Linked DNA regions of Drosophila melanogaster: region 2 is linked to region 1. The links are chromatin contacts, called in public HiChIP or PLAC-seq maps. All regions are on one chromosome and are shown on one strand. The core of a region is the stretch at or near the end of the contact, and the rest is flanking DNA. Distances in the headings are between cores, read along the strand shown. Region 1 holds the start of Cpsf5 (Cleavage and polyadenylation specific factor 5). Region 2 holds the start of SH3PX1 (SH3 and PX domain containing 1).

Region 1 (7,141 bases), core at 2,466-4,965:
AAACTAAAAGTTAAACTTTAAAATATAAATCATAATAGCGACATTGCGGATCTGTATACTGTTTTCGCATTCGGCTATACTAAGGTACATAAGTTAGTCGTGGCACTAAAGAGCCGGCTTTAAAACTCCCTCCGCTGTTTTCACTGCCCCTCAACTTCAAAGCGTGGAGATCAATCGATCCAGGGTTAGGGTTCTTGGATCTGCGAAGTTTCTTAATACTTTTGCACGGATATGGATATGGATATGGATGGATGGATGGATGGATGGATGGATGGATGGATGAATCGATGGGCAAATGCCTGGTGGGTGTATGGTTCACGATGAGATGATGTGACAATTTGGGAATGGAGCTAGTAGTTAGTCTGGTAAGTTCATTTGGCGCATGAGTTTCATTCGACGATTATGTTTTTAAATACATTTATTCTCGTGTTTATCAACTGGTTCTTGCTAGGTTCTTGTCGCTCTCTCGGGCTTGTTGTATATAAGGCAAACTGTATGCGAATCATACATATATTGAACTATGTAAATACGTTTATCATTCTGTCAGTTAAATGCCGGGGAAGATCCTGGGAGAAGCGCTGTCGTCTATAAATGTCTATGAGCTGGAGCATGGCACAACTGTTAGTTCATCTAGTCCTGGTTCTGAGTGGCTATCCAAAAAATTGACCAACGGTGTAAAAACGGGTGTGTGAATGCTTGTATATATATCTGTATATATAAATCTTGTATATGCTACACGACTCTATCCACGACTCTAAGCCCTAAGTGCTGACACAGTGACACTGTTCACTGGTAGAGTGCCGCCTCCTCTGGCTCTCTATCGTCCTAACTTCCCACTTACCTACGAGATTTTATTTATTTTTTTTTTGTGTGTAAATTCAGGATTATCTCTACTTGGCCGCCGCTGCCGCTGCTGTGGCATTGGCCGGCGAAACTTTCAGCTTGATGAACATGCTATTGTCGCCATTGGTGCCGCTGTTCAAGTCCAGCTTCTGCACCTCGCACTCCAGATTGTTGATGCAGTTCTTCTCGTACTGCGTTGTTCCGTTGTCCGAGGCGGCGGCTTTTTCTGTCGGCTGTTCACTGGGCGCCACCTTCTTCTCTTTGCTCTTTTTCAGCGCATTCAGCAGGGTCTTCTCTTTGCTCTTGCCCTCCTTGTGACTATTGTCCTTGTCCTTGTGCTTGTTGTTCTTGAAGCGCGGGAAGATGCAGCCGTTGGGCAGGAAGCCGCCCAGTTTCTCCTTCTTTGCGGGAGCAGCAGGTGGAGGAGTTGCTGTAACGACGGGAGCAACAACGGGAGTTGGAGTTGGACTGGGCGATGATGTGGCTGTGGCTGTTACTGTGGGTGTTGCGTGGCTGGGTGTGGGAGTGCTAGCACCATTTGTGGCTGCCGGTGGTGCAACCTTTACTTCTGGTTCGTTCTCCACTGCCACCGGCTGATTGTCCAGCACAGTTGTTGATCCATTCAGCGAGCTGCCTGCATCCGTTTGATCCACGCAAGCATCCTCCGAAACTGGCGATTGCTCCTGCTGCTCACCCTGCTCGCTGGCCACTTTGTTGTCCAGCTGCTGGGCAAACACGGCCAGGGTGATGCCATTGCCATTGCCATTTCCCTGCTCTACCAGCAGCGGCTCAGACAAGTGAGCCGGCGGCGAGCTGGCCTCGTTCACTGCAGCACCAGCACTAGCTGCCCGCGATGCATCCGGCGATTTGGGAAACATCTGTTGCGTGGTGATGTTCTGGTAGTGCTGCTGCTGGCGCTGCTGCATCATCTGCTCCTCCCTCTCGCGATCGCGCTGCGCCTGAACGGCATTCCAGACATCCTTCAGCTCGCCGGAGATATCGCGATCCTTGAGTATTACGGCGTTTCTGGAGATGTATTACATATATTTTTATTCTTGTTTTTAATCGGGCAGTAAACTAATAGTGTTATTATATACCTGACTAATTTCACGCCTGGATTCATAGCCTCCACAAAGTCGCACATCAGCTCCACCATAGCTCGTCGCTCCTCAGGATCTTTGCTGTGACGTCCGGAGTCTTTGAGCACCTCCGGATTGGCCATTACGGCAAAGACAATGGGAGGACTGCGTGGGCTGCCAGGCGGTACCTTAATGAATAAGAACATTAACATAAATAACTAATAAAGGAAACACCGACGTGAATGTTTGAGGACACTTAATCTAAGGAATCTTACCCGCATGCCTCCGTAAAGGGGAATGGGATCGCTGGGCTCCTGCGGTATCACAATGCGCGTCCAGCTGAGGACATTGATGAAGAGCTCCTCGCCCGCCTCCGTGGTGGTGCGGATGCACATGTGGGGCTGTGGCGGATTCTTGAAGTGGCGATAGGCCCGCGAATGTCGGTAGCTGTGCGGCGGCGGTGAGGAGTTCATCAGACTGAGGCCGAGTCCTGTGATGCCATTGTTGCTATTGCCCTCGAGTTCCTGCTGCTGCTGCGGATCCTGGTGCATCTGAAGCTGGGTTTCCGTATCTAAATTATTGTTGTAGCTATTTGTTGTGGTTGCATTTGCATTGATGGCAGTGTTTGTATTTATCTCCTCGCTTTGTGATTGATTTTGTTGTTGTTGCTGGGATTGTTGCTCCTGGGCTGAAGCCTCCGCCTCGAGTTCGGCCGCAGACATGGTTTTGGATTTTATATAACTATTCGGCAGTCTTTAGTTTAATCAGTTTCAATAAGATATCCTTTTGTTTCTCATTCGTTCACTGGGATACGTTTGAATTCGCCATGCGGCGAGTGTGTCGTGCGGCGAATTCGTTAGCCGTGTTTTTCGTCCTCTTTGTTCTACCACGCACTCACACCAAAACACCAGCTCTCTCGCTCTCGCTTACAGGTCGCCTTCATACAACATTATTATTGCTCCTTGGATCCTGGCTGCGTGCCTAACCTGTGACCTTTGGCGTAATTAATGGACTTGCCTGCATATTAGGGCCTACGGCGTATTATACCCCACACAGTTGACACTAATATCCTCCAGAAATTCAAAGTCTTTTTATCTGGCACGCACACGAATGCAAAACACCCTTCTGCCTTCCTACACACGCACAAGTGGGAGTTGGTTGACTACGGGGGAGGTGGGTGAAGAAGAGAAGAGAAGACAAGGTGAAAACATGAAAATGGAAAAGTTCAAAGCGTTTGCGGTGCCACACTTACACATTTCACTGATTTTCATTTATAATAATCACTTTTCCATTGCACCATGCACACAAAAACACACACAAACAAACGGGCGCAGTTACATACTTATGTATATATGTATATATACACACACGATGCGTTTTCCTGACTCGCACTCACATAATTTCCCATTAGAATGGGCAAACAATGCAGGCAGCGGAACGTGTGTGCTGCGCTGATTTTTATATTTAGCTTTTTAGCAGCTTTTCATGGCAGACGGACACACGGAAAACAGCCGATTTTTCCGACAACCCAACATAAACAAAAAACTAATGGGTCAGTGTGGCCAGATGGGGTTGCTGCGCAATTTCAGAGCGTTGCCATTAGACAAGAAACACCAGGGCTGTCGTTACATATGTAAACAAACAATAATTTAAAACTGCATTTAAAAATAAAACAAAAAATTGAATAAATCTTTAATAAATATTAAGCAAAAGGTCATTACAAGTTTATTTCACACAAAGTACGAAATCGATTAATTCCATAATCTAGTTCAACGAACCAGTTCTGCTCATCATCAATCAATTCACGTGCAGCCCTCGTCCAGCCGGTTAATTTTTTTGCACAAGCGCTGGACAGAAAAGTGTAATTAAGCGGCTTAAAACGGGTTTACATTTATAGTATAACTTGTAAATAAACAGTTAAGGATTATAATATTATTGGAATACAAGTTTCCAACGCACAACCAAAGGATTTGGTAGAAAGTCGGCCAGCTTGTCCCGCAAATTTTCCCACAGGGGTGTGTGTATAACAAAATGGCGTCCTCGCAAGTCTCAAACAAATCGGGCTCCGGTTGGCCGCGCCGCGGAAGCCAAGGCCAAGCGGATGCAGCCAGCAGCAATAACAACGGTACCCAGAAGTACACCAACCAGGCGCTAACCATCAATCGCACCATCAACTTGTGGGTACAACACATTTCATTCATAGACGCACATCATAGATCGATCGATTGTTTCAGATACCCCCTTACGAACTACACATTCGGCACCAAGGAGCCGCTCTTTGAGAAGGATCCGTCGGTGCCATCCCGATTCCAGCGGATGCGCGAGGAATTCGACCGGATCGGAATGCGGCGCTCCGTCGAGGGAGTGCTTCTGGTCCACGAGCACGGACTGCCACATGTCTTGCTCCTGCAGCTGGGCACCACGTTCTTCAAATTGCCCGGTGGCGAGCTAAACGCCGGCGAGGATGAGGTCGAGGGCCTCAAGAGATTGCTATCCGAGGTAAGTCAAACGTGGCGCCATAGTTAAATATTGTTATTTGATCTTAACTATCACTACTTTTATTATTTCGTAGACGCTGGGTCGTCAGGACGGCGTAAAGCAGGAGTGGATTGTTGAGGACACGATTGGGAACTGGTGGCGGCCGAACTTTGAGCCACCGCAATATCCATACATTCCGCCGCACATCACCAAGCCCAAGGAGCACAAGCGGCTTTTCCTCGTCCAGCTACATGAAAAGGGTAAATATCCGCAGGGCGTTTTGTAAGTCCCTACGCGTAGGTATAACGAGCACACCGTGTATCCAGAATATCCATCTCTCCATGTACTTTATATAACCTATAGATTGTTTTTGTTTGCCAAAAACCGAATACGCTAACAAACCTCATGTCATATCTTTTCAATGCTGTTTAGATACGGACGGGAACGCCAGTTACGATGTACCCTGAGCAGTTCCATTAGCGCCGTGTGTGTCGTATCTACCCAACTCTAATCTCAAGAGTGCAATGCCATAGAACAACAAATCGAGCAAACAGAACAGATCAAACAGAAAAGAAACAAACAGATCGCAAAAGCTGGCGCAGGCGACTCCTTAGTTAGTTTTGATTCTAGTCCAATTGTACAACATGTCGAAAATCAAATTCAAATTGTATTTTTGCTCAGGACTGAGTGTTGGCATATTTTGTTATTTCCCGATTTTTATCATTCGAAATTCAAAGATTGTTCTTGTACTTAATTTTGTAAATATGTCGACATACTTGTGAGACTGAGCGCAGCAATGTTATCCTTCTATTTACATATTTTATTTATTTCCTAGCTTCTATTCTTACTTTTGTGAAGTGTCATGTGTCGTTCATCTTAAGGTTGTTGTGTATTTATCGAAAGCAATCCAATCCATCGGGCAGGCAGCAGAAGAGCATTGTAACGTTGCTGGCTGTCGCAGTCATGTGCCCAAATCTCGCGTGTTTTGCAGATTTGCACGCATGCTGGGCAGTCAGGTCGCAAGTCGCTCCTTAAATTAAGCACTCGTTTATGTAAACACAAGCAAATACTGTTTATACCTTTTTTGGCCCTTACGCATTCGCTGTGCGCTGAAATGAACTGATGTTGTCCACCAGCTGAAGCATTTCAGCGCACAATTCGAACCGCACTTATCATGTATAATGTTGCTCTAAATTGAAATTATGTTCATAACTGATATTAGGAGACATCGCTGGGCCAGCAAAGTGCCGGTCATGCTTTGCAAGTCGCAGCGAATCCAATTAATTAGTCTAACGTAACCAACTATGAATGTAAAACGAAACGCATACGACTCTTTATATCATACGGCTGCGAAATGATTCTTAATATGTAAATTGTACAACCGATTGTAATATCCCTAGATGATATATCCTGTGAATTTCAATGTTCGTTGATATCTCTACATACATGAATTCTGTCTCTATCGTTTTCCGTAATCTAGCACTATTTGCTGTACCCAAAAATTATAAGCTTGTTGCTGCGCCATTATTCGAGCTATACGACAACTCGCAAGGATATGGACCCATTATCTCATCTCTGCCGCAGGCCCTCTGCAGGTAAGTTCGTAACGCATATCGAAGTTTATAGATTGCCGCCCCACTTACATATACATACGCTTCCTCACTGCAGATTCAACTTTATCTACATGTAAGGGCAGACGGAGGAGGGGCCCACGTCCAGCAATAGTTAAGCATCAACAGCAGCAGCAGCAGCACCAACGATAGCGCTACCTAACTGATTTCAGCACCACAGATCAGCCCGTAGATTTCCATTTCATGTGTGTGTGTAAACGTACATAATTGTATTGCAGATAAAATGGAAAGCCAGTCTCTTTCACTTGGCAAATAGAGTCGACAAAATTTTGTGCTTTATTTGTATATCTTCATCTTTAATATCTATTTGCATTTTGGGGGTTTTGTTCTATCAACTAAATGTTAGACAATGTTTAAGAAATTTTAAGTATGGTTATGAAGATGCATTCTGGCCAACTGGCGCTATCCCTATAGCATGTACTCGGCATAGATTTGTTCGAAATATTCTCGTTTTCTGTAATTGGAAGATACACACGGGCTGGATAACATTAAGGGCTATTGCAAATTCACAGTACAAAGCGAAATTATTAATAAAGGATCTTTTCAACCAAAGACGAGTATGTGTTGTAAAATTATCTAGCTCAGTACCGGCGGCAATTAATCTACGTATATTTCAATTTGCTATTGTTAACGTTTAATTGTGAGGCTCTAGTTTAGTTTACGGATGCTCTTCGGTGTGCGTGGCTTGTAACAAATGAACAAATCAACAAAAGTCGGAGAAGAAGCTCACAACGAAATCATCGAACTGAAGTACAGGAACCGTTTGGTGTGTTATTTTGATTAGACAATACAATCTTACAGACTAGATTAGATTTTTGTTTAATTATGCTTATGCCACACGTACAAAAGATGTTAGCAAATATTGCGTGCCTTCTGGTTTGTGACTTCGACTTCACCACAACTTATTGTGATAGAACTTTAGATCGTAGTAGCCCTGATCGGTGAGGCCGCCGCCGCCGGAGGACACGGTGGACATGGCATCCGTATTGTCCTGGCCCGGCGAGGTGACTTCATGACCCGGCGGACGGTTGATCTTCACTACGCCGAAATCTTCGCGCTCCATCTGATCGAACTCCATCTTGCTGCTGGGCATCACGGCCATTCCGACGC
Region 2 (6,787 bases), core at 95-2,594, 300 kb after region 1:
TGATCGAAATTATCAAAATACTATTTAAGTAGCTAATAAGAAATGAACTATAGCTTTGAATAGTATTAAAACTTTAACAAATAAAAAGATAAATTTAGCCAATTTTCAGAGTCTTAATAAAACAAACCAATTAAAGAAATGGATATGATCTCCATTTAAATTTTCTCAGCAAAAAAGGGTCACTTTTAAGGTCAACTCAGTTGGAAAATGTTGGCCGGCAATTAGTGCGGAGTTTCGATAAACAAAGGATTGGTCTTTCTTTATTCCATTCCATCTGCTCGTGAGCACATGAACCAGCCCAAATTACCCTTGGCAGAGGGTAGCGAACACAGCACAGACACATATTATCAACAAAATATTGCACCCGTAGTTACACACTCATGCGCCAACGGTCGGAGCTTTATCGTATTGTGTTGTTAATCACGGCGATATCAGGGTTGGCCAACTTACGGATATGTTGTTGAAGCTAGGCGTCAGTTGGTAGGCAATGAACGTCTTCATCCCCTTGAATTTGGACTCCTTTTTGGGACTGGCCACCACAACGGAGTAGGGCGAATGGTTCTGCGTCCACTGGTAGATCGAGTCCTCCACCTGTGTAATGTAGGCCATCTCGCATTCGGGTATCTTCTCCTTGGTGCTGGACAAGCCGAGTATATATGAATCGGAACTTTTGGCGAACATGCCCTTTTTGACGGTGCCAGCAGCACCAGTCCCACCAGCCACGGAGGCCAGTGATTGGGTATCATCGTTGGGCGCGATGGGCAGGTGTTTGTTATCGTAGTCACTGGTGGAATGCGACAATCCGCCAGCGCGAGCCGACTGTCCCGCAGACTTCTGGCCACCTGGACCAATTTCCGAGTACGTGTCATTGTCGTCGCTCCAATCGTCCTCATCATCCCAGTTGCTGCCATCATCATCCGCCGTCTGATCGTAACGCGGCAAAGGGGGCGAGGCGAAGGGATCCGGAACCTGTGGCACCGACGTCGCTCCACTGGCGCTCAGCTTCTGGGCTTCGGCCGCCGACATCACCTCCACGTACGCAGCCGGGAAGAGGCCAATCTGGCCACGGGCATTCTTGCCCTCCCACCAGCCTTCACCCACATCGCTCCGGGTCACCGAGAGCACGTCGCCAGTCGCGATGGAGAGCTCCGAGGAGCCCGGCTCCCCGGTAAAGTCGTACATGGCACGCACGTACGAGGTCATCTTGGTGCTCTCCTGGTCGTTCCTTTACGCTAATTCGAGTCCTGTCTTCACAGGGGCCATAAACAGACAAGAAATATCTACTAATTCTGAATCACCAAGTGTGAAGTGTTACCGTTTCTTGGATTACGGAATTAAACTGACACTGACGTCTTCTTCGCTCTGCAGCAACAAGATATAATGATGATACAGCAATTTTATTAGGGGTATTCCCCCAACACACCTGAATTCTACACTTGGAACAGAGGCACTCTCTAATTTGATAAATAATTATAAAAACTTCATATTTATACTGTACTACTACTATATACTCACTAAAATAAAATAATATAAATGGTACATTTAAGTCGATCAAATTAAATTAATGAGTTATTGCGTTATCAAGAAAGATTTAGCTGTGAAAAATTACTTATGTTTATATAGATTTAACCTACAAATATTTCAAATAAATTGCTAGGTGGGTATACAATTTTATAGTAATAAATCAAGTAAAATATAAGGACAAATTTATGATCATAATTTTATATTGCACCAAATGCGAGGCGTTTCAACTACATTACGGTCTCCCCCTACTGATAAGCGCCGAGTGCCAGGGCTGCAGAGCACGGCTCAGCTGTCGATGTATCGGGATGCATCGAAGTATCGAGTTGGCATAAAAGAATCTGGTCTTCGTGTCGTGTTATTCATTCCTTAATTGCGCCTTGCTTTAATTTGTGGGTGAGCGAAATCGGAGCTCGGCGACATCGCCAGTTGTGCAATACTGACTCCAGCGGTATCTGTTAATCCCCAACCACTTCGCAAACGTATTTTCTTTGCCTTGCAGATTTGCTGACTTTGTCGTTCGAGTACTCAGCGTTTAACGACCACAATGAATCGGCAGGCGAAATTCCTAATCTTGTGCCTCTTTGTGGGCCTCTTCTCCGCGAATTTGTGCGAAGAAGGTGAGTCTTTGATCAAATTACACCGAATTAAAATCGAATTGAAGACACGCCGAACACTCATTTCTCAATTATGCACTCGGACACACACACACACACGCTTGCATGTGCATGCGTACGTGTGCGCAAACCCCTCGCGTGTGTGCGCCGTGCGGGCATGTGGGTGTGTGTGTGCATGAATGTGCGTGTGTGTGGATGTGGGGGTTTTTTAAATGCCAATTCCTATATTGAATATCAATTCTCCGGCCATTTTCTCTTACTCCGACTTTGGGGGAATGTTCTCCGCATAAGAACTGCAAATCTACAGCTTTCCAAAAGAAACTTGGAATTTACGAAAGTCCGTAAATTGTCACATTACCATACGTTAATATTTGTGGACATTTGGTAAATATGTATTTACCGAGCTGTAACCATATTTTGTTCGCAAGCATTTATTTAAATCGTCACGTCCTAATTACCATACGAAAATATTTGTACATATTTTAGGATTTAAAGAGATTTTGACCATATTTTGTTGACAAACAATTTAATGTTTACTTTTTCAGCTTTCTTAAATTTCCATTCCTTAAATTCCATTATTGCATACAAATAAATATCACCTAAATGCTGCCTATTTTGAATATAGTAATCTTTATTTTCCGAACCAAATCAATTTGTTTTGTTACGTTTTTCTATTTTGTTTGACAATTTTGACATCATTTACATGTGCAATGGAACTATTTTTATTTTCAATTCTTACAAAACATGTGTATTCGTTGTGCTTTTTGAAATATTGGAAATCGATCAATAAGAGTCGTTGTGAACTTATCATGCTTACCAATTTATTTGCTTTTAACTTTGGAGTGACGCATAAGTTTTTATCTATAATATTCGTTGCTGATTACTGCACACAAGCCCTGTTTTTTTGAAGCTATGATAGGCGCTGTTCTTACTTAAAATTATTTTTTTACGATGTATTCATTCTGAAATAAGAAATATGAACGTATCAAAAAGGGTTGATTAAAAAAAACCACACATTGGGTTCATTACTATAATATTTACTACACTTGAGTCTATCTGATGTGAAATAGTTTTACGAACTTATCATAAGCTAATATTTATAAACTCTTTTTATTTGCCTTAGCAGTGACCACACCGGCTCCAGCGGACACCACCACCCAGGAATCCAAGAACACCACCACTCCGCCGGACACCACCACTACTGTGACGCCACCGTCGACCTCAACCACGAGCACCACAACTGAAAAGACCACGACGACGCCACCAATTACCACATCGACTGAGAAGACCACAACTTCCACTACTCCAGCCAGCACCACCAGCAGCACCACTCCGGCCAGCACCACCAGCAGCACCACTCCGGCAACGACCACCACCACGCCTGGAACTACATCTACGACCACTCCGTCTCCGAACTCGACCACAACTACGCCGCCGCCACACACATCAACCACTCCGGCGCCGAAGCCCGTGCCGTGCGGTCATTTCGATGGATCCTCGTTCATTGGCGGCATTGTGCTGACTCTGGGCCTGCTCGCTATCGGCTTAGTGGCCTACAAGTTCTACAAGGCCCGCAACGAGCGCAACTACCACACCCTTTGAGCCGCCACCGCCTTTACGTCGGCCTTCAATGCGGCAGCCGGAGCTGCGGCGGCCAGCAGCAGTGCCGCATCCACGGATGCGGAGCGCGTGCGGTTTGTCCAGCCTTCGATACCGCTAAGGTCGCCGCCAACGCAGCCGCCACCACCACCACCCACCCACATGGGTGGCAGTGGTGGTGGTGCGGCTGCAGCTCCACAAAACTGCTCGCCGTCGGCCCGAGATCGGTTGCTGCACACGTAATTTAAAAGCGGGGAGCCACACCATATTACCCAATATAATTAATATCCAAAGAGATGCCCCTATACCCCGATTCCCCAACAAAACACACACACACACACAGAGATACAAACGGCAGTCAAGTAAAGTCAGTTCTTAAATTGAAACGATAACCCCCTGAGCGGATTTAATACGGGCCCAGATAGTAGGAGCAGGCTCTACATTCTTGAATTACTTCCCTTATCTCAGTCATACAGAAAATGTAAAAACAAAGTAAATATTTTTCCTTTAATGCATTGCATTCAATATGTAAGGGTACGGTTTTTTGCAAACATCAGTTTATCAGCAACTTGAGCGGATGTTCAACGCCTTATATAAGAGGAGTCCGGGGAGCCTGTCACAGGGTCTTCCCAGGGCGACCATGAACCGAGAAATGAGTTATGAGATCGAAACGAAACGAGACGAGAGGAGTAAGAACAAATAACAGCAAATATGTGAGACTGCTTGATAGCGAGAAAGTGAAGAGATCAGAAAGTGGAAAGCGGCTGGCGACGGCTTTGTTTCTGTAATTCATAGGGAGCTACGAAAAGGAAATATAAATTTTTATTATATTTACACAATTTTTGAATAACTAAAATCGATTCATTCTAGGAACTAAGAATACATATGTACTACCTAAAACCGAGCTAAACACAATGGGAAACGCGTTTCAATTTTCTCATTTAATGTGCATTTTTTCTCCGGTCTTTGCCCACTTGTTCTATCGATTCTGCTCACCCCGCCATTCCCGGGGTCCGTAGTATTGCAAAAAATCAATATAGCTACTAACGATGCACAGCAACAGGATTTACGGATTGCCGTGCACGGTTGATATGCGTTTATATGCGATATAAACAAATGTACACATGTTTGTATACTGCTGAAGTAGATTTTGATTCGAGATTCGATGAAAGCCCCATGTTAATGCATACACGCAAATGTTGAATATTTTGTACTAGAATGGAAACTATACATATGAATTACGTTTACCTAACCATACCGCGCTTGCTGTTGGATTAATACACATTTGAAGCTACAAATCGATCACATAAGCCCGTCAAGTTTACGCAAATGAACGAAAACTCTGTTGCACATGAAAATCTAATAAGTATATAAGCTAAAGTAACCAATCAATGTATATCCAGTAAATCACTCAGCCGGCTTACTAATAATATATATATTTATATATATATATCTATGTCTGTATATCGTGTACGATAATAAATATTTTAAAAATTTAACTGCATTCTTACTGTACTAGCAACCACTGTAAACCAGAATTTACGATTGAAACACGTTTCGCATATTGGTTTTTTACACCTAATTAATGGTCAATCAAAAGGGGGGAATTTTATTTAAATTATCAAACATTAACTACACTCTATTCTGCGGTTAGTTTCTTTAACTTCTTGGGTGTCTTAATATTAGGTGTTTTCTCCTTGGGCGACTTTCTCTTAAGGTTTTCCTTCGGCTGGTGCTTAGTATTTACTTCTGGTTTCTTAATTTTAGGTGCTTCTCCTTTTTCCGACTTGGACTTCTTATCGTTTTGTTTCGTACTCAGTGGATTCTTCTCTGGGGATTTCCCTTTCTCGGCCTTTCGCTTGAGCTTATTTTTAGAGCTCCGCTTGTTCTGAGTGTTGAAGCGCAATATAAGTGGCGTGCCAGCCAGGCTGAGCTTCTCCTTGATGGCCTTGCGTGCATCGTGGGTCGTTGGCAGGGTTACGGTCGCCGTGCTGTAGTCCCGGAATTTACCCTTGCCCGGTCGTATTTGAATGTCCACTGCCTGGTCGTGGAACAGCTGGCGCACCTGGGGCAACGAACTGGTCTTTGGCAGATTGGTAATGACCACGGACGAGGTGAAGTTACCCTTGGTGAGGACCTTCTTAGTAGCACGCTTCATCAGGGCCTTGGTACGTTTGTTTACGATGGATGTCTGCTTGCGGGTCACCAGCTCGTTGACAAAATCATCGGAATCCGTCTTAGGCAGTGATACGAATAAGCCCTTGTGCTTGTCATCCTTTTCGATCGAAGCCTTGATATCCTTAAAGGCTTGATCGCGATCTTCCTTCGACTTGAAATCGACGAGGCAGAAACGTGCATGCTTCTGGCGAGGCTTTGTGGACTTCAGAACCAGTGGATGCAGAGCCTTCACCTTGGCATTGAATTCATCCAAGTCCAGGGGCAGTTTTTGGGGAAACCGGACATACAGCCGGGTGCCCTTTAACTGCTCGTACTTGGTGTGGATCTTCTCGTCGATAATCTCGGCACGGCTTTTGGGCTGCGGTTTGATTGTATCTTCCTCCTCACCATCATCTTCATCGGATTCGGTGTCACTGGCGTCCAGATCCAGTTCGGATCCATCGGAATCTTCGTCTTCGGAGTCGTCCGCCTGCAGCTGGTCCTCGTCGGAGTCCTCTGCCTGTAGCTCCTCCTCGTCGGAAGCCTCGGAGTTTTCGGACTGCACTTCCTCCTCCTCGGATGCACTTTCCACCTGCTTTTTCTTCATGTTTTACCGGAAAATTAAAATGTTTTCTTTTCGAATTCAACTTGCACGTGTAAACGGCGGTGTGACCAGATCTTAACAAAAAACTAAAGGCCGACTAATCAAAGCTAGAATTAGTGATGACAATCTGCTTACCAAAATCTAACCGAAAGTGTATATATTAGAAAATATTTAATGAATGTATAAATTTTTTATAGAATTAAGATGCATAGCCTATATATGGTTTAAATATATACCGATACTTTGTATTGGCGCTGTGGACTTCGGCTAATTCCGATACAACAAATCT

The links. HiChIP or PLAC-seq counts read pairs in DNA pulled down with a chosen protein or histone mark.
Region 2: a contact with region 1 is called in an H3K27ac HiChIP or PLAC-seq map of the Kc167 cell line, with 2.7 times the contacts expected there. The contact joins the promoter of SH3PX1 here to the promoter of Cpsf5 in region 1. A contact is called at or near these places in 2 of 107 Hi-C or Micro-C datasets (the Clone 8 cell line and the ML-DmBG3-c2 cell line) and 1 of 6 datasets of contacts at active chromatin or transcription factors (the Kc167 cell line).

The regions. Positions count from the first base shown.
Region 1 is chr3L:9,407,323-9,414,463 of dm6, forward strand. Cpsf5 (Cleavage and polyadenylation specific factor 5) reads left to right here and starts at 3,716. Exons shown (of 5, transcript NM_001043132.3): 1 at 3,716-4,099; 2 at 4,157-4,421; 3 at 4,495-4,660; 4 at 5,881-5,995; 5 at 6,069-6,513. The coding sequence starts at 3,954. The coding sequence ends at 6,090. CG4022 reads right to left here and starts at 3,510. Exons shown (of 4, transcript NM_001259768.2): 1 at 3,319-3,510; 2 at 2,198-3,084; 3 at 1,941-2,110; 4 at 1-1,869. The coding sequence starts at 2,644. The coding sequence ends at 891. Atat (alpha-tubulin acetylase) reads right to left here. Exons shown (of 7, transcript NM_140053.2): 7 at 6,274-7,141. The coding sequence ends at 6,924.
Region 2 is chr3L:9,712,483-9,719,269 of dm6, forward strand. It overlaps SH3PX1 (SH3 and PX domain containing 1), which reads right to left and starts at 1,345. Exons shown (of 3, transcript NM_140091.4): 1 at 451-1,345. The coding sequence starts at 1,203. vsg (visgun) reads left to right here and starts at 1,842. Exons shown (of 3, transcript NM_168364.2): 1 at 1,842-1,917; 2 at 2,024-2,141; 3 at 3,265-5,234. The coding sequence starts at 2,069. The coding sequence ends at 3,740. It overlaps CG18178, which reads right to left and starts at 6,662. Exons shown (of 2, transcript NM_140093.2): 1 at 6,634-6,662; 2 at 5,304-6,584. The coding sequence starts at 6,501. The coding sequence ends at 5,377. It also overlaps sncRNA:838.